Linked DNA regions of Triticum aestivum: region 1 is linked to region 2. A link is a contact called in public Hi-C data. All regions are on one chromosome and are shown on one strand. The core of a region is the stretch at or near the end of the contact, and the rest is flanking DNA. Distances in the headings are between cores, read along the strand shown. Region 1 holds the start of LOC123162195 (60S acidic ribosomal protein P0). Region 2 holds the start of LOC123160851 (serine/arginine repetitive matrix protein 1).

What was found. Hi-C and Micro-C count contacts between places; a contact is called where the count stands out from the background.
Region 1: a Hi-C map of leaf shows a contact between it and region 2, with 7 times the contacts expected there. The contact joins the promoter of LOC123162195 here to the promoter of LOC123160851 in region 2. A contact is called at or near these places in 3 of 5 Hi-C or Micro-C datasets (all in leaf).

Annotation. Positions count from the first base shown.
Region 1 is chr7B:387,715,517-387,722,252 of IWGSC CS RefSeq v2.1, reverse strand. LOC123162195 (60S acidic ribosomal protein P0) reads right to left here and starts at 1,544. Exons shown (of 5, transcript XM_044579987.1): 1 at 1,144-1,544; 2 at 993-1,061; 3 at 337-435; 4 at 1-250. The coding sequence starts at 1,401.
Region 2 is chr7B:386,840,380-386,847,482 of IWGSC CS RefSeq v2.1, reverse strand. It overlaps LOC123160851 (serine/arginine repetitive matrix protein 1), which reads right to left and starts at 5,302. Exons shown (of 2, transcript XM_044578705.1): 1 at 4,579-5,302; 2 at 3,031-4,510. The coding sequence starts at 4,878. The coding sequence ends at 3,986.

The DNA of each region.
Region 1 (6,736 bases), core at 295-2,794, 880 kb before region 2:
CAACCATGGACACACCAGAAGCAAACTTGTCCATCAGGTCTTCCTCGGTGAGGTCAAGAACCTCAGGGCTGAAGACTGACCCGCTGTCATAGACATTGCAGATGACCAGCCCATAAGAGAAGGGGCGGATACCAAGCTTGGCAAGCAGGGCAGACTCAGAGGAGCCCACCTTGTCACCCTTCTTTATCAGCTCCACAGGGATAGTAATTTCCACAGTGCCCTTGTTAATCTTGGTGGGAATGTTGAGCACCTTAACAAGACAAACAGTAAGAACTCGTGATAAAATGTGATTGAAATGAAAGCATCCAGTGAGAAGTGCTGTCAGCAAATGCTAACCTGGAAGAAGGACGTCTGGGAGGGATCCAGACCAGTGTTGCCAGGGGGAACCACCACATCAACAGGTGCAACTAGCCCAACACGAGCAGGAGCACCAACCTGTGTGTACAAAAACAAGACCAGAATTAACCTTGGATGTCCTAAACTTTATGACAAAGAAATCACATTAAATGAACAGATGGCATCAGAAAAAAGATAGCATATGCTAAGAATAGAACACAGCAACTATACAAATTTATAACATTTGTTATCTAAACATGCCAATTTGACAGATAGAATAAAACTTTGACAAATATACTTGTTGCTAGGAAACAGCTAAATTGCACACATATTGTGATTCGGCAATGATACAATGGTACTGCTTCACTAACATTTGTGTAACTTACCTAGCATTTGTGTAACATACTGATTCATCGGGATAAAAGAACTAGACTAGCCAATTTACAAATATTCTAAACCTAGGCAAGGGTATAGTCGAATACAGGAACAATAAACAAACGCAGACATCACATATCAGGGGGGCAATATTTCTAGCGGTACATGATAATCATCACGGACGTAGGATATCTCTCTCGATTAACCGCAACTACAAACCAGCAATCCACCACATAATAATTCAATAATCGGGGACATGGAAGATCCGGTCTGAATTTTACCTTGTACTTGGCGACCTCCTCGCGAACCTCCTTGAGGTCACCCTTGGTGAAGATGAGGCCAACGTTACCCTACAAATCGGGGAATCCATTTCAGCTCAAAATTCGCGGCGGAATCAAAAGAAGAAAAGGGGGGACGAGTCCGGCTGCTTACGACGAGGAGGTTGCTGAGCTCAAGGAAGTCCTTGTTGCCGGTCTTCTCCGAGTGCACCTTGATGCAGCGGCGGATGAGGGTGTTCTTGCCCATGAGCACGATGGAGTCACCGCGGAGACCCTTGCGGATCTCCTGGAGCTGCTTGGAGCCGACATTGTCGGCGACGGCGATGAGCACCTTGGTGTACTCCTCGAGCAGCTGGCAGAGCTTCTGGTCGTACGCGATCTTCTTCTCGGCCTTGGTCCTCTTGATCGCCATCGCAGCAGCTACGAGATGGACGGAGGCGCTAAACCTAGATTGCTAAATCTGTGTGGGGGGAGAGAGGCGAGAGGATGAGGACCAGGCTCGGGAGAAGAGCGAGGCGGACGGCTTGCGGCGGCGGCGTCGCTTTAACCTAGGGTTTCGTTGGGGAGGGGTTGGGTATTTATAGCTGCCAGTGTCCTGTGGCTTGCGCTTGGCTAGGGTTGCGATGCTGAAATGGGCCGAATGGGCTTGCCGAGCTGCTTACAGAATGGATGCTGAAAAAATAACGGGCCTGCTGAACTATTCTGCCTTACTAGCGAGAAGCATTTTCCAAAAAAAAACCTAGCGAGAAGCATTTTCCACTCAAAAAAGAACAAGCATTTAAACTCCTAAAAAAAGAAAAAGAAAAAACTAGCGAGAACCATTTGGGGTGCAGAAGTCAGAGACACTCTTACACAGGATCTAATTAGGAGGATTGGTGATGGCCACAACACCAAAATATGGAGACATAATTTGATCCCGCTTGATTATAGGAAACGTTTACAATCGGTGAGCCGGCCGAATGTTCGGCCGGTTGCACGCACTCGCCCTCGCTTGCAGCCTTCCACGTGTTTTGTGCGTCACCGCGCATTACCACACCCTCCCATCCTTATCTCGCTCCTCTCTTTTATCTTCCCACCGCAGAAATTCCTCATTGTCTCATCTCTCATCTCTTATCTCCGTGCTTCTCGTCTGGCTCATCTCCTACCACCGGTGGGCCTGCCACCACCACGAACCACATCTGCACCTTCAAAACACCCCAGAACCGACTACCTTCAATGCCCCGACCTTTTTCTGCTACTGCGCCATGCGCAACAATCAGGAGACGAGGAAGCTACAGGTGTTGTGTGCTTTCTTTATGGCGGTGGTGGACGTCGTATCAACGGGGAGGTGGGGCTGCGTCGGCTCGCCGCTGGTCTGCACCATTAGCTGTGGTGTTGCAATCAGTTGCGGCCAGAGTTGGAACCGGCATCACCGGAAGCTGCAACCGGCAGTGCACCGTGGTCGGGGACGACGTCCACACGATTCTACAAGCAGCGACACGCGGATGCTGCAACCACCGGAATGGGATGCTGGAACCGTCTATTCAAAAAGCTTCCACCAGCGAAAAGGAAAGCTACTGCCGGGGCAGCTGCTACAACCCGACGATGGTAGAATGCTGCAACCCGCCAGCAAAAAGCTGGAAGTGACGACTGTCATTGCTACAACCGAAGGCATGAGATGCTGGAACGGACTTCGCCATTGCTGGAAGAACTCTAACACTCCATACCACCATTCATTTCTGCTGCAAACGTAGATGCGCGAAGCTACAACCGTCGTCCATTTTGCTGGAAAAAAGGCCACCGGTGCAGGAACCAAGGACCACCGGCATTTGAGTTGCCTGATAACCCACAAGTATAGGGGATCGCAACAGTTTTCGAGGATAGAGTATTCAATCCAATTTTATTGATTCGACACAAGGGGAGCCAAAGAATATTCTCAATAATTAGCAGTTGAGTTGTCAATTCAACCAAACCTGAAAGACTTAATATCTGCAGCAAAGTATTTAGTAGCAAAGTAATATGAAAGTAACGGTAACGGTGGCAAAAGTAACAGTAGCAGTTTTGTAGCAATTGTAAAGTGGTAACGGCAAAGTAACGTAGCAAAGATCAATATGTGAAAAGCTCGTAGGCAATGGATCAGTGATGGATAATTATGTCGGATGACATTCATCATGCAACAATCATAACCTAGGGTAACACGGAATTAGCTCCAATTTAACAATATAATTTAGGCATGTATTCCGAATATAGTTATACGTGCTTATATGAAAGAACTTGCATGACATCGTTTTGCATTGAAGGTGATAGCCGTGTCGCTCCATGGTTTTGTTGTTGCTACTTGGTAGACTTCGGCGAGGCTGTGGATTGTTCGTTTCCGCATGTTATTTGATGCGAAAGTCTCGAAGACTGTTAATACCGTATTGGTACTGTTGGGCTGGTTGCCCGGGGCTAGAAAGCCTTCGCCACTTTTGGCCACCTGCCGTCGTATCCAACATGCTCGAAGGCTATGTGTTGGAGTGGCGCCCTCCGTACTGTGGATTTTACAGGGTCCGTTGAGCCATCCCTCCAGTACGGTTCCGTGCCCTTTAGGGGGGCTTTGCTTTTTGGTTTTTAACCCAGGTGCTTGAGTATGACGCACCCTTTTATTTCGAACTAGGGTTGTATTCAGGGCCGGATTGTCCCAAAACCTGGTTTCGGTTTTCCAGGCACTCTCCATCGCACAGTATTTTTGTACTATGGTCGCCAGATCGGCGAAGCGTGTAACTTCGCGACGACTTATGGTGTTCATGATTCCCTTGTCCGTGCAATTGTTGCAGAAAATTAAGATTGCGCTTTCCTCACGGCTGTCTTTTATCCTGTCCATGACCAGGAGGAATCTGGCCCAGTAGTGATGTACTGTTTCATCGGGCTCTTGCCGTATTTGAGATAGATCACTTATGTTTGGGTGGGCGGGCGGAATTAAACTCGGAACCCCGCCCGATCTAAGGCTCAAAGGCCGAGAAGTTTCCGGATTTGGAAGCTTGGGTTGTTGGATGTTATCCAACAAATCTTGTCTGATGCCTGACTTTAGGTTCAGTACTTGATTGACGTCCGTCCCTCCATGGGAATCCGGCATGAAGGGATTGGGAATCCGGACATAACTGGTCTTTAACATAGAGGAAGAGTCGCCGCGTTGTTCCTCTACCACGACAACATGGTGGTAGCCTGGGGAGAATTAATTTCTCTCAGATCGGTTTTAATCCCAATCTGATCGTAGTCCATGGCGACTCCCAGGGCGGCGATGCGATCCAAGAGCTCGTTTACGGAGGAGAGCTCCATCGGATCTAGCTGCTCGGCGAATTCCGAGTTGACGTGAAGATCGCTTTTGATGACTCGAGAGGTCATTGTCGAAGCGGCGGCCGAACAGGCGGTCATAAGAAAACCGCCTAGCCGGATAGTTTGGCCGGGGGCCAAAGCTCCCTTGATGACGGCGCCGTCTTTAAAGACGGGAAGAGGCATCCCTCCTGATTGCGACGGCACAGAGGAACTCTCAATGAAAGCACCAATGTCGGTGTCAAAACCGGCGGATCTCGGGTAGGGGGTCCCGAACTGTGCGTCTAGGCGGATGGTAACAGGAGACAAGGGACATGATGTTTTACCCAGGTTCGGGCCCTCTTGATGGAGGTAAAACCCTACGTCCTGCTTGATTGATATTGATGATGTGGGTATTACAAGAGTAGATCTACCACGAGATCAAGGAGGCTAAACCCTAGAAGCTAGCATATGGTATGATTGTTGTTCGTCCTACGGACTAAAGCCATCCGGTTTATATAGACACCGGAGAGGGCTAGGGTTACATAGAGTCGGTTACAATGGTAGGAGATCTACATATTCGTATCGCCAAGCTTGCCTTCCATGCCAAGGAAAGTCACATCCGGACACGGGACGAAGTCTTCAATCTTGTATCTTCATAGTCTTGGAGTCCGGCCGATGATGATAGTTCGGCTATCCGGACACCCCCTAATCCAGGACTCCCTCACTCATCGTTTAAGCTCAAGTGGGGTTACCACTTTTACATAATGCATTGATGTGTTCACACCATTAGAGTTGCTTTGACTCAATTCTTAGAGTTAAGCTCCCCCTAGATGTGAGATCCCCCCTTAGAGGGATGAACTAACCTTGGGTTTTGTCGATGATGACTTCATGTAGGTGTTGAAGATGTGGATGCTCAATGTTGATGTAGATCATTTGGAGCAATCCTTTGGAGTGATCAACATACCTACATGGGTTAGTCCCACAAGGAACAAACAAGAATATCCATAGACATAGAGTGATGCTCACATAAGATGATGTCCATTAAATCATTAGGTTACCTTGTCCCTTGCCTTACCATCATGAGGGTTTGTGACTCCTTGAACTAGTGCAAGATGTGGAAGTTGATTGCACTTGTCCTTGCCATAATGATATGAGTGAAGAATGTTGGCGGAGTCACCCTCAAGAACTCTCTAGTTCTTCTTCTTCGGGATCCACATCATCTTGATGGGAATCCTTGGAGTTGTAGTTGTACTTGATGAAGTAGAACTTGACGTAGTCTTGGGAACCCACTTGACCAAGGCCTTAGGTGCTTCTTCAAATGCATCAATCTCCTCTTGAAGCTTGTCCTTGCCTTTGTTCTTGTGGTCTTCTGGTAGAAGATCATCTTGTGCTTGTGTTCCCTTGAAGGAAGTAGGATCATACTTCTCTTGTTCAGGAACAAACTTTGTCTTGGGGTATTGATCTTCTTGCCACTCAACTCCATTGGCATTGAACTTTCGTTCAAAACCAACACCTTGATTCTTCCGGTGCCTTCCTTGCTTGCGTACAATTTCCTCGAATTGCTTACTCCCGACAAGGCTCTTGTGTACACCTTTCTCTATAATTCCCTTCAATAAGCTATTTTCTTGCTCAAGTGTAACTTGGCTAAGAGAATCATTAGTGGAATCAAGAGAACTACTAGAAGCAACAATATTGGATTTGGCATTGTTATTGTTACTACTAGAGGAAGGATCTTTCTTGTACTTGTTACTAGACTTGACTTGAGGCATGTAAGTAGATAAGAGTAAACGCTTGGCAATGTAAGAAGAACTTTTCTTACGGAGATCATCATTGATTGCCTTTAAGAACTCATGCTCTTGCTCAAGATTGAGCTTTTCAAAGCGTAACTTCTCATGAGCCCTTAAAAGTTCTCGATAATCTTCAAAGATAGTTTCATGAGCTAACTTAAGAGTGTTTAATTCTTTAGTTAGAAGCTCAATCTTCTCCTTATCATTGTCATTTGTTTTATCTTGATTAGCATGATTAATTAACGTTTCATCATAGTATTCATCACTAGAGTTGTCAACAAGTAAATCATCATCACCTAGCAAGTCATCTTCATCACTATTGAAATCAACATACTCGGGATGTGTTACCTTAGGACCTTTCGCCATGACGCATCTTCCAATTCCTTCATTTGGTGAGTCAAATATGTCGTGGGAGTTGGTTGGCACAAGTGCTAGACCGGCAACACCTTCATCTTGAGTATATTCGGAGTCGGAGTGATTGTCGGAGCCGGAGCCGGATACCCGTTCACCAACATGAGCTTGATGTCTTTGTTTTGTGTAGCTCCTTGATGACTTGTCCTTTCTTTCTGAATCCTTGCTTCTCCGTGAGGGTCTTCATTCATAACGATCATCTCTACTACTCCTCTCTCTTGGTGGTGATTCTTCTCTTTTACTTCTTCTTTTTGGAGAATCTTCTCTTCTTTTATA
Region 2 (7,103 bases), core at 4,053-6,552:
ATTGGTTATTGACCGGAGACGTGTCTCGGTCATGTCTACATAGTTCTTGAACCCGTAGGGTCCGCACGCTTAAAGTTAGATGACGGTTATATTATGAGTTTATATGTTTTGATGTACGAAGGTAGTTCGGAGTCCCGGATGTGATCATGGACATGACGAGGAGTCTCGAAATGGTCGAGACATGAAAGTTGATATATTGAATGACTATGTTCGGACACCGGAATAGTTCCGGAAGGTTTCAGACATTTATTGGAGTACCGGGAGTTATGGGACCCCCCCCCCCCCGGGAAGCTATTGGGCCTTATGGGCCTTAGTGGAAAGGAGAGAGGGAGGCCAGGAGGTGGCGCGCGGCCCCCCTTGCCCCAATCCGAATTGGGAAAGGGAAGGGGGCGGCGGCCCCCCTTCTCCTTCCTTCTCTCCACCTCCTCCTTCCCCCTTTTCCTACTTGGATAGGAAAGGGGGGGGGGCAAACCTACTTGGAGTAGGATTGCACCCCCTTGGGCGTGCCTCTCCCCTTGGCCGGCCCTCTCCTCCTCCCCCCTTTATATATGGAGGAAAGGGGCACCCCATAGACACAACAATTGATCCCTGAGATCTCTTAGCCGTGTGCGGTGCCCCCCTCCACCATAATCCACCTCGATAATATTGTAGCGATGCTTAGGTGAAGCCCTACATTGGTAGAACATCATCATTGTCACCACGCCGTCGTGCTGACGGAACTCTCCCTCAAAGCTCGGCTAGATCGGAGTTCGAGGGACGTCATCGAGCTGAACGTGTGCTGAACTCGGAGGTACCGTGCGTTCGGTACTTGATCGGTGGGATCGTGAAGACGTACGACTACATCAACCGCGTTGTGCTAACGCTTCCGCTTTCGGTCTACGAGGGTATGTGGACATACTCTCCCCTCTCGTTGCTATGCATCACCATGATCTTGCGTGTGCGTAGGAATTTTTTTGAAATTACTACGTTCCCCAACAATTGCTTGAGCACCAACATGGTGCATTTTTTCATGTTTCGTTGCCTTTCGAAGGATGTGGTGGAGCGGGTCAATGGCAAGCACAAATAGGAGGGGTGATAGTGGGTCCCCCTATCTCAATCCTTGTCTAAGCTTTATTGGGTTACCGGGAACTCCATTAAGAAGAACACGAGAGGAAGTCGAAGATAAAACTGTTGAAACCCAGCCTCAGAATCTAGGAGGGAAGCCGAGGTGTTGGAGCAAATCAAGCAGGAAGTCCCATCTCACGGAGTCAAAAGCTTTTTTGATGCCAAGTTTGAATAGAAGAGCCGGTGTTTTCTTGCGATGTAGCCTCCACGCAATGTTGCGCACATACATGAAGTTGTCATGAATGCATCTTTTCTTAATGAACGCGCTTTGGGCTTGCGAGACAAGGTCATTCATGTGGGGTGCTAGCCTGTTGGACATTAACTTGGCAATGATCTTAGCAACAACATGAATAAGACTAATGGGGCGGAAGTCGGTGATGTCCTCAACACCGTCCTTCTTTGGAATGAGGACGACATTCACAGAGTTCAACCAGTGGAAGTGAGAAGCGTGAAGATTCGCGAAGTGGTTGATGGCCATCATGATGTCATCTTTGACAATGTTCCAGCAAGCCTTGAAGAAAGCACCAGTAAACCCATTTGGGCCTGGCGCTTTGTCGCTCGGCATATCAAACACGGCCGCCTTCACTTCCTCCTGTGAGAAGGGCTCATCAAGGTCCCGTAGGTCACAACCGGGGGAAGGGAGGATCTCCCAATTGATATCAATGCCGCGTCGGGGTCCTTTCTTAGCAATGTTGATGGACAATATTTTCTTTCTGCCCGTGCTCAGTAACCCATCCATTGTTGTGCTTTAGGCGGTGGATAAAGTTCTTTCTTCTCTGATGGTTAACCCGAAGATGGAAGTAGCGAGTGTTGGCATCCCCTTCTTTTAAATTCGTAGTTCTTGAATTTTGACGCTTACGCGCCTTTTCCAACACCGCCAAGCCGATGACCTTTCTCTTAAGTCTTTGCCGTAGGTCCCCCTCATCCGGGGATAGCACCCTTTGTTCCTGGGCCAAGTCCAAGTGCAATATAACCTCCAGGGCCATGTGTAGCTGAATCTTGGACTGTGCAAAAAGGGTCTTACTCCATTTGCGAAGCTTCTGGCTAGTTCTCTTTAATTTGTTGAAGAGTCTTTGGAAAGGCTCCACATGACCAGAGTGCTCGTTCCAAGCTGCCATAACCACATTCTGTAACCCGGGCATTTTTGTCCAGTGGTTCTCGAAGCGGAAAGACTTGGGCCTCTTTGGTCCTAAGTTGTTGGCTAGCAAAAGAGGACAATGGTCTGATAGTGACGAGGAGAGGGCATGGAGAATGTGGGTCGCGAAGTCGATGTCCCAATCAACATTACAAAAGAAGCTATCGAGTTTGCATTGTGTTGGATTGTTTTGTTCATTGCTCTAAGTAAAACGTCTATTTTGAAGGTGGATCTCCTTGAGCTCGCAAGCATTGAGGGTGTTTCGGAATCGGACGAGGCGGCTGCGGTCCACATCGGCACGGTTTTTGTCTCGGGCATGGTATATTTGATTGAAGTCCCCATGAACCAGCCATCTTGTGCGTGATGGAGGTTTTTGTGATGTTAGCTGAAGGAAGAAAGCATCCTTGTTGTTGTTGCGAGTGGGTCCATAGACCGTAGTTAGCTTGAATGTTTTCTGGACCGAGGTATTCTTGAGGGTGACTGCTGCAGAGAGGAAATAGACGCCCATTTGAACATTTGTGACCGAAACAGTGGATTCGTTCCAGAGGAGCAAGTTTCCTCCTTTTGTGCCGTCGGCAGGCCGTTGAGCAAAATTCTTCAAGCGCTGTCCACCTAAGTAGGTAGCGACAACGGGTCAACATTCTGAAGCTTAGACTCTTGGATGCAAACCGGAACACATGAGGATGCAGCGATGGTCTCATGGACAGTAGCTCTTCGATTTGGGCAGTTCAGCCCTCGCACATTCCAGCACTGGATTGATAAGTTGTTTTCTAACATTTGGGAACCAGAGCTACCTCATAACCCACATGGGGAACACATAACTTCTTGAACGCTACAGCCATATTTGGTCTCGCTAGGACCCAGATCATTGGTGCACAGGCGCAGCCACAAACAGGCGTGGTAGTTACAGCGACGACCAGTCTCGCCAGGCCCAAGTTCAGTGGCGCACAGGCGCAACCACAAACAGGCGTACAGAACCACACTAAGGACCGGCTATTAGGGTGCACTAACATGAGAAACTTGGCTACATCATCAGCGGCAGACGGAGCTTCAAGCATCCCCAGCAGCCTGCTCGCTCACATCCGGCCCACCTTCCCCTCCATGAAGCACCAGGGCGTCCTCGACCGCGGTGGAGAGGTCACAATCAAGCTGAAACAGCGCACGCAGCACCGCAATCGCAATGTCAGGAAGGCGATCATGGAACAGATTAGCAAACTTGATGATTGCCGTCTCCGTGACCTGTTCGCCTTCAGCAACGATGCCCATCCGGTGGCATAGAAGTTGCTCCGCAAGCTTGGCAATGGGCACACCCCTTTTCTTGGCCCGAAGCCGTGGGCTTTGTCTCTGCAACTGGAACCCAGTGACACCTGCCAAAGTTTTGTGTCTCGCCTTGGGAGGTCTTGGGGGAGTTGTGCATGGCGAGGGAGACGGCAGCAGGGCCGGCATGCGAGGAATGAAGATTGGAGTAGCTGCGTCTTCAGTCAAGCATCCCGGGGAGGAGTAGTGGATGGGTGTAGATCTTGCCTCACTGTTGTGGTCCAGGCCCGGGCTAGTATCTTGTTGCATATCCGGAGGGGTTGGCGTCGAGAGTACCGCACCAGAGGAGTTAAAAGATGCAGCTGCCTGGGTACAGAGCTGGGGTGATCTCCCCATCAGGTGTTGCCAGCACAAGCTCAGGCTTTGCCTGCATCGAAGAATCTCGCGTCTCACAATCATCCAGCGAGAAGGACGGCTGGATCCTGGCATCTAGACCGGCGGTGGTTCCACAGAGCCAGCCCATGGCAGAGCTGGTAGTCTCGATCTCGATAATGTCCTGAGCGGTGGTGCGCGGCAATGGCGGAGGCGAGACCATGGCAGAGCTGGTAGTCTTGATCTCGAGATGTCTCGAGAGGTGGTGCGCGGCGATGGCGGAGGTGAGCGTCCGCGAGAATCCAGGGTGGCAGCGGCAACAGAGTCTCGGGACGACGCGTCAGGCGAGCGGTCGTGCGCTCTGTTCCTTGCCCTTCGGCCCGAAGCAGGGCTAACCGCACCACACTCATTATCGTCGTCGTCATCGTGGCGACCCGGCGCCGGCACATGTCTTTCTCGATGGCGGGGCTCTCCGTCGACAGGATGCGAGCGGGTGATTGGTCCAGCGGGGTGCAGGCATGCTGCAGAAGAACTAGGCAACCGTTGTACGGTGGCCGCAGGCGAAGCGTCTGAGGTGGAGGCGGTGGTGGCGTCTTCAGGGGGTTGGTGCAGTTCCGAGCGCGATGGCCAATCTGACGGCATCTGAGGCAGGTGAATGGATTTCGACATTCAATCTTCAGGTGTCCTTTGAGGAGGCAACAATGGCTTACTCTATGAACTTGACGAATGCTCTCTGCCCAGGGGCAGAAAATGAAGACGCGGGTCGGCGGCTCGGAAGCTGGAGGTCGGAGCGCCGCTGACGCCACCAATATGTTGGCCGAACGAGATGCCATTCCTCCGACCGGCTGCAGTCCGCATCGGGGCACCACCTTGAGTCCGCAGAAGGAGGTGCATGGCTCGAGGATGTGCCCCGCCTTGAACCTGCAACAGGAGACGCCGGGCTCGAGGAGGCGTCCCGCGCCGCACGCCGACCCGCCGACATGGAGGCAGCCGGCGCCGCTTTCAGACATGGCCGGAGGAGGCCATGGACGGGGAGCTTGGGGGTGGGATCCAGCAGGGCATCCTGAGAAGCGAACCACACCTTGCGGAACGCCTTATCGCACCTGAGGCCGCCGCGCAGCACTCCGGCAGAGCAGCGCCGGTCTGGATACGCAGATCTAAGGAGCCCCCCTCAAGCTGTGGGAAGAGGGCCACCAGCGGATCTGGTCGCAAGAACCACGGCATAGGGAATCCCGGAGGGAACCGCGGCGAGACCGGGGAGTAGCCTTGTTGGGATGGAGGGAGCTGGGCGGCGACAATGGTGGCTGCGGGCACCGGAGTGGTGCGTCGCAGGAGCGTGGGAGCTAGAATTATCTAGTGGCTTTTCAACCATCAAAACAGGGCACATCATTTAGGCAACATATCCTGTGAATCCGAGGTGTGTTGTGTATCCTTGTATCCCTTCGTTTTCAGCCCCACGATTAAAATCCCAGGTCTCACGTGCAGTCAAGCAAATATTAACACTTATCCTCCCACTTTGTAAATAACATGCATTTTTCATTCACAAAAAAAACCCTAAAGCCTCTGATCTCAGGCCTGACTCTGATCCAAGATCCCCAACCCAAGGCCTCGAGTCGGGCGTCCTTCCCCAAATCATCCTTGCCAAATCCTTCGCATCGGCTCCCGAATCAAATCCCAACAGGAGGACTCCTACGATCGCAGCCATGGCCTGGAAGATTCCCTGGAAGTCCTACAAGTAGCGGTGACAACGGGTACTCGACGGGCGACGGCCACCACAGATGGCGACTAAGCCTCTGAATTGACGACGTTACGCGGCAGTGACGAAGCCTCTCCCCTGGATGGCCTTCCCCGACCGCGATGATTCAGCTGTAGCCCCTCGTCTAGAGAAAGCTATAGGTTGCAGCAGATGTGCAAGTGCAAATATTGTCCTTCTGTATTCAGCCATGTGACACGCACTGACGCACACTACTAATGTGAATGCTCGTATTAGCAGATTGTATCAATACTAGCTGAGTGCCCGCGCGTTGCCACGGAATGGCAAAAAATATTAATCAAAATTTTTGTTCTTCCAAAAAGTGTGTTAAACAAGACAACATGTTGATTCCATCCATATAACAACTCCATTGATTCTCTACCACACTCACCGTGTCTCTTTAACAACCATATCTCCTTCAAGCAGTAACTTTCACACTGTTCGCATGCACATAGCATAGCAGCCACTTAAAAAATAAGTCATCTCGCCCTTCCATCGCCTTGGAATATTTGTTTTAACTTAATCAAGTCTATAGAATAAAATTGACCATGGATGCATCATTCCTCAAAATCCAACATGTTCTACCATGTACACTAACTGAAAATTAGCAATATAAAATGAGTACGAAAGAAGAGGTTAGCAAATAGCAAGGGATTCCGCACTCCACATTGAAAACTAATAAAGAAATATTTCTTCAAAGCAGTTTATCACAAATATGCGGACACCTCTATGTCTATTTTTTTTATTTGCAAATTTATCAGACCAATCAACCTTCTGTTAATAACACAGAACTTGCATGCTCTAGCATTCCTCAACTTCTATTTCAGAACATGAATTTGGTTTTGGATTTATTATGTTCCACTTTTCAAAGCTGGTTCAATGTTTGGATCTACTTTTGGGTTTGCAAAATGAAATATAGATAAATAGAAGATAGATAGACCAATAACTTGAAGGATACAATGTAAATTCTGAATACTTCCGCACAGAAAACCTTGTATATGTTCCCAATACATGAGCTGATGTGACTTATATGCATTCCAAATTTCCAATATCTACTGCATGCTAGTTCAACTCATCCAGGATCTTCCTCCTGCCACCGTAAAATATCTGACTGCATACAACATTATTGCAGATGCACACACTAAAAAACAATATGGAATTAGTTCGTCCAATATCTATCAAAAGGACGTACCCCTGGCGGCAATATCAGATACAAGCTACAAGATAGAGTGTGAAAATGTGAAACAAAAAAAGGTAATAGAAGATAAGAGATACAAAGCACACTAACCATGCAAGAAGTGAAGCAAAATTTGAAAGACGACATTTTCAACATTAAGATTCAGAATATACTGAAACCTATGTATGAAATAATACATTTTTTTCACATGCCAGCTGAAACACAAAACAGTACAAGAGAGCAACAGCAATTATATTCAAAGGCATGCATGGCTATTGCTAAATTGGTGTTTACTGGGCCGGTAT